2 separate regions of the Zea mays genome follow, and region 2 is linked to region 1. The links are chromatin contacts, called in public Hi-C maps. All regions are on one chromosome and are shown on one strand. Each heading gives the region's core, a stretch centred on a gene start, on an enhancer-like site or on the middle of the called end of the contact. The rest is flanking DNA. Distances are from core to core; before and after follow the strand shown.

Region 1 (3,367 bases), core at 410-2,909:
TTAAAACCAACAATTATGGTTTAAAACCTCATTTATGCATAATTTTAGCTTTTTAATGCGGGGAAGTACCAATAAAATGTCAACATCTGGACGCCAAACAAAATGAGCTTGGAATTAATCAAAGAGAACTCAGATTTATGTATGTACATAATAAGGCATCGCCATATCCCAAAACCAAGAAATGGAAAACTCACAATTATGCAGCTTGCTAAATACTTATAATGCAAAACAGTATAGCAGCAGTGGCCGAAGTAGAATTTGTTGCTTGTGTTTCTCAATCTCTCTCTCTCCATTCTCCACACAAACTCTCTCATGAGCACAGACACGCACGCACACGCTAGCTGAATTACCAGACAGCACGAGAGAGATGGGTTACGTACTAGCTAGTGGCGGCCGTACTTGTCCCCGGTGGCGAAGGAGGAGAAGAAACCATGGCTGCCGCCGCCGCCGCTCCCCGTCTCACCTTCCGCTGCCGCCGCCGGCGGCGGTGGGTCGAAATCATCGAACGGGTTGAAGTTGAACCCTCCCATGGTGACGCCGTGGTGGTAATGATCAGGAACCCCTGATCCGCCTCCGGCCGACGGCGTCGCGCTGCTCTTGGTGAAGAGCGCGAGCGCGTCCACGAGGGAGCTCGTACTACTGGCGCTGGCGGTGGCTAGGGTGGTGTTAGTGGTGGTGGTGCAGGTGCTGGGACCGGGAGGCAGCAGCACGGGGTACTTGAGAGGCGACGGGCGCATGAGGAACGGCGGGGGCCCGCCGAGGAGCCGCGGGCGGACGGTGGGGGGCGGCGCGGGGGCGAAGGGCGGCGCCGGGAAGCCGGTGAACTCCTGCACCATGGCGCGGAAGTTGGAGGTGTCGGTGGTGAGCACCGTGGTGGGCGGGCGGCGGGAGGCCCTCGGGCGCTTCTTGGCCGGCTTCGCGGGCGCTGCTGGGGGGAGTGGCGGCACCGGTGGTGGAGGAGGGGAAGGGGACGACGTGGCCGCCGCGGGGGAAGATGTAGTGGGGAGGAGGCCGTGGAAGGAGGAGTCGAGGTATAGGCTGGGCAGCTGGGAGGAGGAGGAGGACGACGGCGGCGGGAAGAAGAGGCTGCTGCTGCTGCTGTGGTGGTGGTAGTGGGAGGAGGAGAACTCTTGGTCGGCGGCTCCGTCGGTGGTGGGGATGGAGGGAGAGGAGGGGAGGCTATCGCTGGTGGTGGACGCCATGGACGTACCCGGATGGCGCTGGATCGGTGGAGGTGGCGAGGGGGCCGGGCAGGAGATAGAGGAAGGTGTGGAATAGTGGAAGCTCCTGATGATAAAGAGAGGCAGGCACACACAGACACAGGTAGGGTTTGGTGTGCTGGAAGCTCCCTCTGTAGAGAGGGATATGGAGAGATCCTGATACAGTTACTACTTGGGACGATTGCCGGATTGGAGATATATGGGCTGATGATGAACAAGGCAACTAGTGAGGTGCAGTAGCTAATGGATCGTAGAATTTGGGATGGCTACAGTACCGGCTGATGAAAAGCAGTTTTCGATGACTTCCTCCTCAGTACAGGCAGAGCTCATTGGTTTTGTCTTAGCCTTTTGTATATAAGAAAAAAAAACTCGCTTTTGCTTAACTAGCTAGGTAATTTGGATCCATATATATAATAATAAACCCATATATATAAATATCTACATCAAACATTCAGATCCCCTCATGTTTTAGTAAATCACAATTAACCTTTTTGACGATCTCTAGCGCGGTATATATTGGCTGCTTCATCAGTTCATTATTATTAGAAGTAGTTCTCTCACTGTAGCTGCACAGCATCAGTGACGGCGACGACCCGCAGTATACGTACGACGAGCACCGAGCAGCGCCCAGCGGCCACTGTAAAGTTTATCTAACCAGGGCCGGGCCAGAGAAATTTGAGGCCCCGTGCCAAATCTAAAGCAGTGTAATTTATGTTTTTATTAAAAAACCAGTAATAATAATCTGCAAGTTACAGTAATATGTATTGCAATAGAATATCTAAAGAAACATTTCTATTTTATTTGAATAACATCGATCTTTTGGTGAGTTTTAAAGAAAATTTGTACAATATGCTTATATTCGATCTTCTCCAAAGCTTCACTCTCGAGTGCTATTGTGGCTAAATAATACATCTTTTTTTTATCATAGTAGAACACAAATATGAATTTAGTAGCTTTAATTTAGAGAACTTCATTCACGCGGACAGATATGTTAAGATTGTATGAAGATTTATTCTTTAGTGGAGCGCTCGGTAGTTTCGCTTCAGCGCAGCGGTATGGTAGGGAGAAAAATATGTGCTATATATTAACATGTGTAGAAGATCATAAAACTAGAATATATACATCTACTAAGTTTTGAGGCCCTCAATTTTTGGATTGGAGGCCCTGTGAGAGCGCACGGCTCACACGTGCCTTGGCCCGGCCCTGTATCCAACGGGTGGGTGACTTTTCTACACGGTTTATTTTATCGTCAACAAAAATGATTATATATATATATATATATATATATATATATATATATATATATATATATATATATATATATATTCCCTTTTTACGTAATTATGTGCAGTAAGTCAACACACCTATGTGGGACCGGGAAGGGTTGTTCGATTTGGATTAAAGTCAATTGTAAGGACTGCTTCAGTTACCATTTATATAGATAACGATACCGCAAAAACAGTAGAAGCAGGTACGAATTAAAGTCAAGCGATTAAGCGAACATGCTGCTTATTTTGAACTACGTGCTTTGTGTGTCTCGAATACTCGTATCAAATGCACACTACCTGCACGGCCGTACATCCCAAATTGATTGCATGCAATATATGTTGTACTACCAATATATTGATATCACCATTTATAAAAAAAGTAGGTGGTGATATTTCAGATGGAGCAAAAACATTAATACCGGCATAGCAATATATAATATTAGTTTCTGCAGGTAGGACGACATTTGGGCTCTGCTTGCGTGCCCGAAAATTTATTAGTCTACCAGCAATTCTTTTTTTATTATTATTATTTTGGCGGGTCAAGTTAAATAATATCAACGTGCTTTTCTATAGGAAGTCCATCCGAAAATTTAAGATATATTGGGTAACCTTATAAATCGAGGCAAGTACTAGTTGGACTTCTGAAAAAGGGAGGGAGAGAGGGCTAAAATTAAACATTGCTTACATATAAATCAAACTAAATAAAATAAACACACATGCTCCACCATAATTAGTGGATTTTCTAGTAAAACTGATCATAGCAGTGATACCATTATTGTATTCTAGGTATCGTGTTGATATATAAAAAGAAGTGCCAAAACGTACTAGCTACTCCCACAATTTGTTTTTTTAGTAGACGTGTACATAGGTGAGACGTGT
Region 2 (3,367 bases), core at 419-2,918, 130 kb before region 1:
ATGGCTAAGCTCACGCTGCCTTGCCACCCCAGCCACTGAGGTTGCCTTCCTGGTAGGAACGGTCCCGTCCTGGGAAAAGGTGATCTGGCTAGCCTGCAGATTATAAAAGCTCATTGTCTCACCATATCACACAGAATGGTATGATCATTTTTTCTTCATTTCTTTGAAGTAATACGTATGCCATTTAGAAGGAAAATGTTTGTTTTTTCCTGTTCTCTAGCAGACAATATCAAGTGCATAATTATAGTTCCAACAAATTACGGCATAGACACCTGTAGAAAAGTAGGCTAATACAATTATCCTAATAGCATCAAAAGATCTCCAGCTGTGAACTCTACTGACCAAGTTTTTAGTATGTTACGTGAAGTAGCTAATTATAAAGTTGATCATCCTTCCATGAAAAAACCAAGACCATAGTTGATCACGACGATATGATGGCTGGAACTGCAACTTTTGCATTACATGTATTGTACGTGTTTCACAATCAGACCTACATTTCCCCCATCAATCACGATACTTACATTATTACATATTGTTTACTATACTATTTAAGAATGAAGAATAACATAAGACTCCTGTTTTGCACCAATTTTTCTTCACGAAGAGACCTACGTTTTTTACTAGTAGTATCTAAGAACAACACAGAACAGCATAAGAGGTTAACTGAATCTCTAATCAACCAGATCAGTCATGTGGTGACAATGCAGAATCTCTAGGTCCTGTTTTAATCGATCAGGTTTGCATTTCTGCTTTGTTGAATAAAAATCTGCTAAGAGGGCTTGAGAACACTGAAAACTCTAATTCTAGTATCCGGATGCTAAGATCTATAGCATTATTGAACATCGACAAAACCGGATACCTGTCCCGGCACTTTATGCAACAAATCTGATAGACGTTCTTCATTGATCCTGCCGACACGCCACGTGAAACAAAAAGAACTATCCCCAGACCCCCAGCATAGACAACGAGTACTTTGTGCAGGAGATCAATGCCAAACAAAATGTTCCACCCCACAGACTGCAGATCCAAAGTTGTGCACCTGACGATCACGGGAGGCAGTTGCGACGGCGCTCTCGGCCTTGGATATCCCGGTCCCTGTTGTCTCCTTCCCCTTGGGCGAGGAGCCCGTCTTCCTGGAATGATCAGAGCAGGACCAACCGTAATGAATAAGCAGCCACACATGGGGATCATGCATGCGGTTACCAATCGCATTGAACGACTTGAGATCCGATTCCGAATCACAGGAGCGGAGAGAGAAATCCGATCCGGCCATGAAGGCGTGGAAGCTATCTCACCTCTTCGTCTTGTTGAGGCCGTCGGCCCCCTCCGTGAGCTGCCCCCCAAACACCACATTCCTGAATTCCTCCGTCGGCTGCAGGGCGAGAGAGGGACCACAAGAGATCAACGACGATCACAAGCAGCGCGCCGCGCGGGGCGGGTGGCGGAGGAACAGAAGAGCGGGTCACCTGGTTAGGCCGGCGTGCTGGCAGCGACCCGGCGCCATCGGGGTGAGGCCACGCGAGCAGGCCAGCCGTCGAGGTGTGGGAGCTCCTCACGGGGGCCGCTCTCTCCATCTCCCTGCCCCTCTCCTCTCCTCTCCTCTCTCTCCTAATGAAGGTAGGGATCGGAGATCAAGGCGAATGCGTCGTGCACGGAGGCTCGACTGATGAGGTGGAGGAGGTGGGGGCGGAATGTCGTTAAGCTCTCTCATCAAATTGAAGAAGTGGGTCCCAGGAAAATCATGCTGACATTGCAAATATCTCGCCTAACTCAAGCATCGTCTTCTCGACATTTTTTATAGGTATATGGTTTTTGTCAGGTATATTTAAACAATGAGTATATCAGGTAAACTAATTTATTGATGCAAATCATACAAACTAATACAAAAATAATGGTGAAATTATTATTTTTTGAAATATCATATTTTAAAATAATCCTCCCACTTCTAGTTATTTTTTTAAAAAAATTCCACCTCTATTTTTAGATTAGTTAATTTATATCTCATCTAAATATATATTCTCTCTATATATAGTATCTTGAGTAGCAAATAATAATAGTTGGTATCGCGCGCATTGCCGCAAGCATAGGCAGATGTGCGTCCAGAGCTGCCTGGGTTGCAGCCCCGGTCGTGGCCCACTAACAATAGGGGACTGTGTCCAGCTCAACTATCCCTCCTTCAGTCTTTTGTAGTCCGCAGTCAGTACCTCATGCGCCCAAGTCCAGTCGCCGGCTATCTCACTAGGGTACTGTGTCTCACTATCTTAGGTATCATTTGGTTCCAGAGTCTAGTTGAATGAAACGACTCTGTTCTAAATTATAAGGATAGAACGGTTTTTTGTGTTTGGTAGTTAAAATAGAGTTGCTCTATTTTTTGTTTGGTTTAGAGTAAAGCAAAAAATCATGTGTTTGGTTACACATACCATAGTGACTCCATCCTATGTTTGTTTTTTGTATTTACTTCACCCTATGTTTAGTTGATGAGTAGCAAATCCCTATGGTAATGAATTATATAACAAGTTGAGGAAACTTACTAATGCTATTTTACTATATTAACTGTATATACGAATTAATTAAGCTTTTACATCTAACTGTATGCCTATGTATACGAACATACATATGCAGATATGCTATACGAATTCCTTTAAGCGGCGTGTTGTGTACGAGTCACTCCCTTCTTGAAGTACGTATGAGATCTCAGCGCCGCCGCTCAGTCCATCCCCACCGGTCGGACGACTGGACGATGCGTGGAGGACTGGAGTCTAGAGTTGCTGGCTGCTGCCGAACCACAGGCCGTAGGGGATCGTTGAGGCCTGAGTGTTGTCTACTGAATTGTGTGCAGTGTGCTAGGTAACTAGTAAGGTTGTAAGGTTACTAATATCTAGCGCGCGCTTCGCGCGCATAGGAAATCCTAATATAAAATGTAAAAAATACTATATATGTCTAAGCAATCAATATATATATATAGAATAAGTACCATAGATATGCAAAAGATAAACAACTGACTAAATCCTTTAGTTGGGTATGAAACAACCATGTTTATCTAAAATAAAGGGTTGTGCCACTATATTTACATATGTTCACATATAGTGATTTGAACATGCGCACAGAGTTGAAGCAAATAAAAGGAGATGGAATAGCGGTGATCACAACTTTTTCATCATTTGTTAACTCTGATGAAAATAACTTCATATTCTTCAGCGAAATACATAGTGCAAACTGGGTTTGAAATAAATCGAACAGGGATTAAAAAAGAAAAAGGTTGTACAATTACTGGTCACTGTGATCTCCTCTACTGTAAGGTTTCTAAGTAACTTGAAGCCAGGTCTGAATAGACGATGCTAAACCAGTTAGCAATGAACTGTTATGA

What was found. A called contact is a pair of places that touch in the nucleus more often than the background predicts.
Region 2: a Hi-C map of ear shows a contact between it and region 1, with 2.1 times the contacts expected there. The contact joins the promoter of LOC100276254 here to the promoter of LOC103639004 in region 1. A contact is called at or near these places in 8 of 25 Hi-C or Micro-C datasets (bundle sheath, ear, endosperm and 2 more).

The regions. Positions count from the first base shown.
Region 1 is chr9:125,390,238-125,393,604 of Zm-B73-REFERENCE-NAM-5.0, reverse strand. It overlaps LOC103639004 (proline-rich receptor-like protein kinase PERK2), which reads right to left and starts at 1,659. Exons shown (of 1, transcript XM_008661783.3): 1 at 88-1,659. The coding sequence starts at 1,202. The coding sequence ends at 384.
Region 2 is chr9:125,519,353-125,522,719 of Zm-B73-REFERENCE-NAM-5.0, reverse strand. It overlaps LOC100276254, which reads right to left and starts at 1,668. Exons shown (of 5, transcript NM_001150086.2): 1 at 1,467-1,668; 2 at 1,296-1,372; 3 at 1,040-1,133; 4 at 1-93. The coding sequence starts at 1,574. LOC103639005 (a long non-coding RNA gene) reads right to left here. Exons shown (of 2, transcript XR_559176.2): 2 at 3,172-3,367.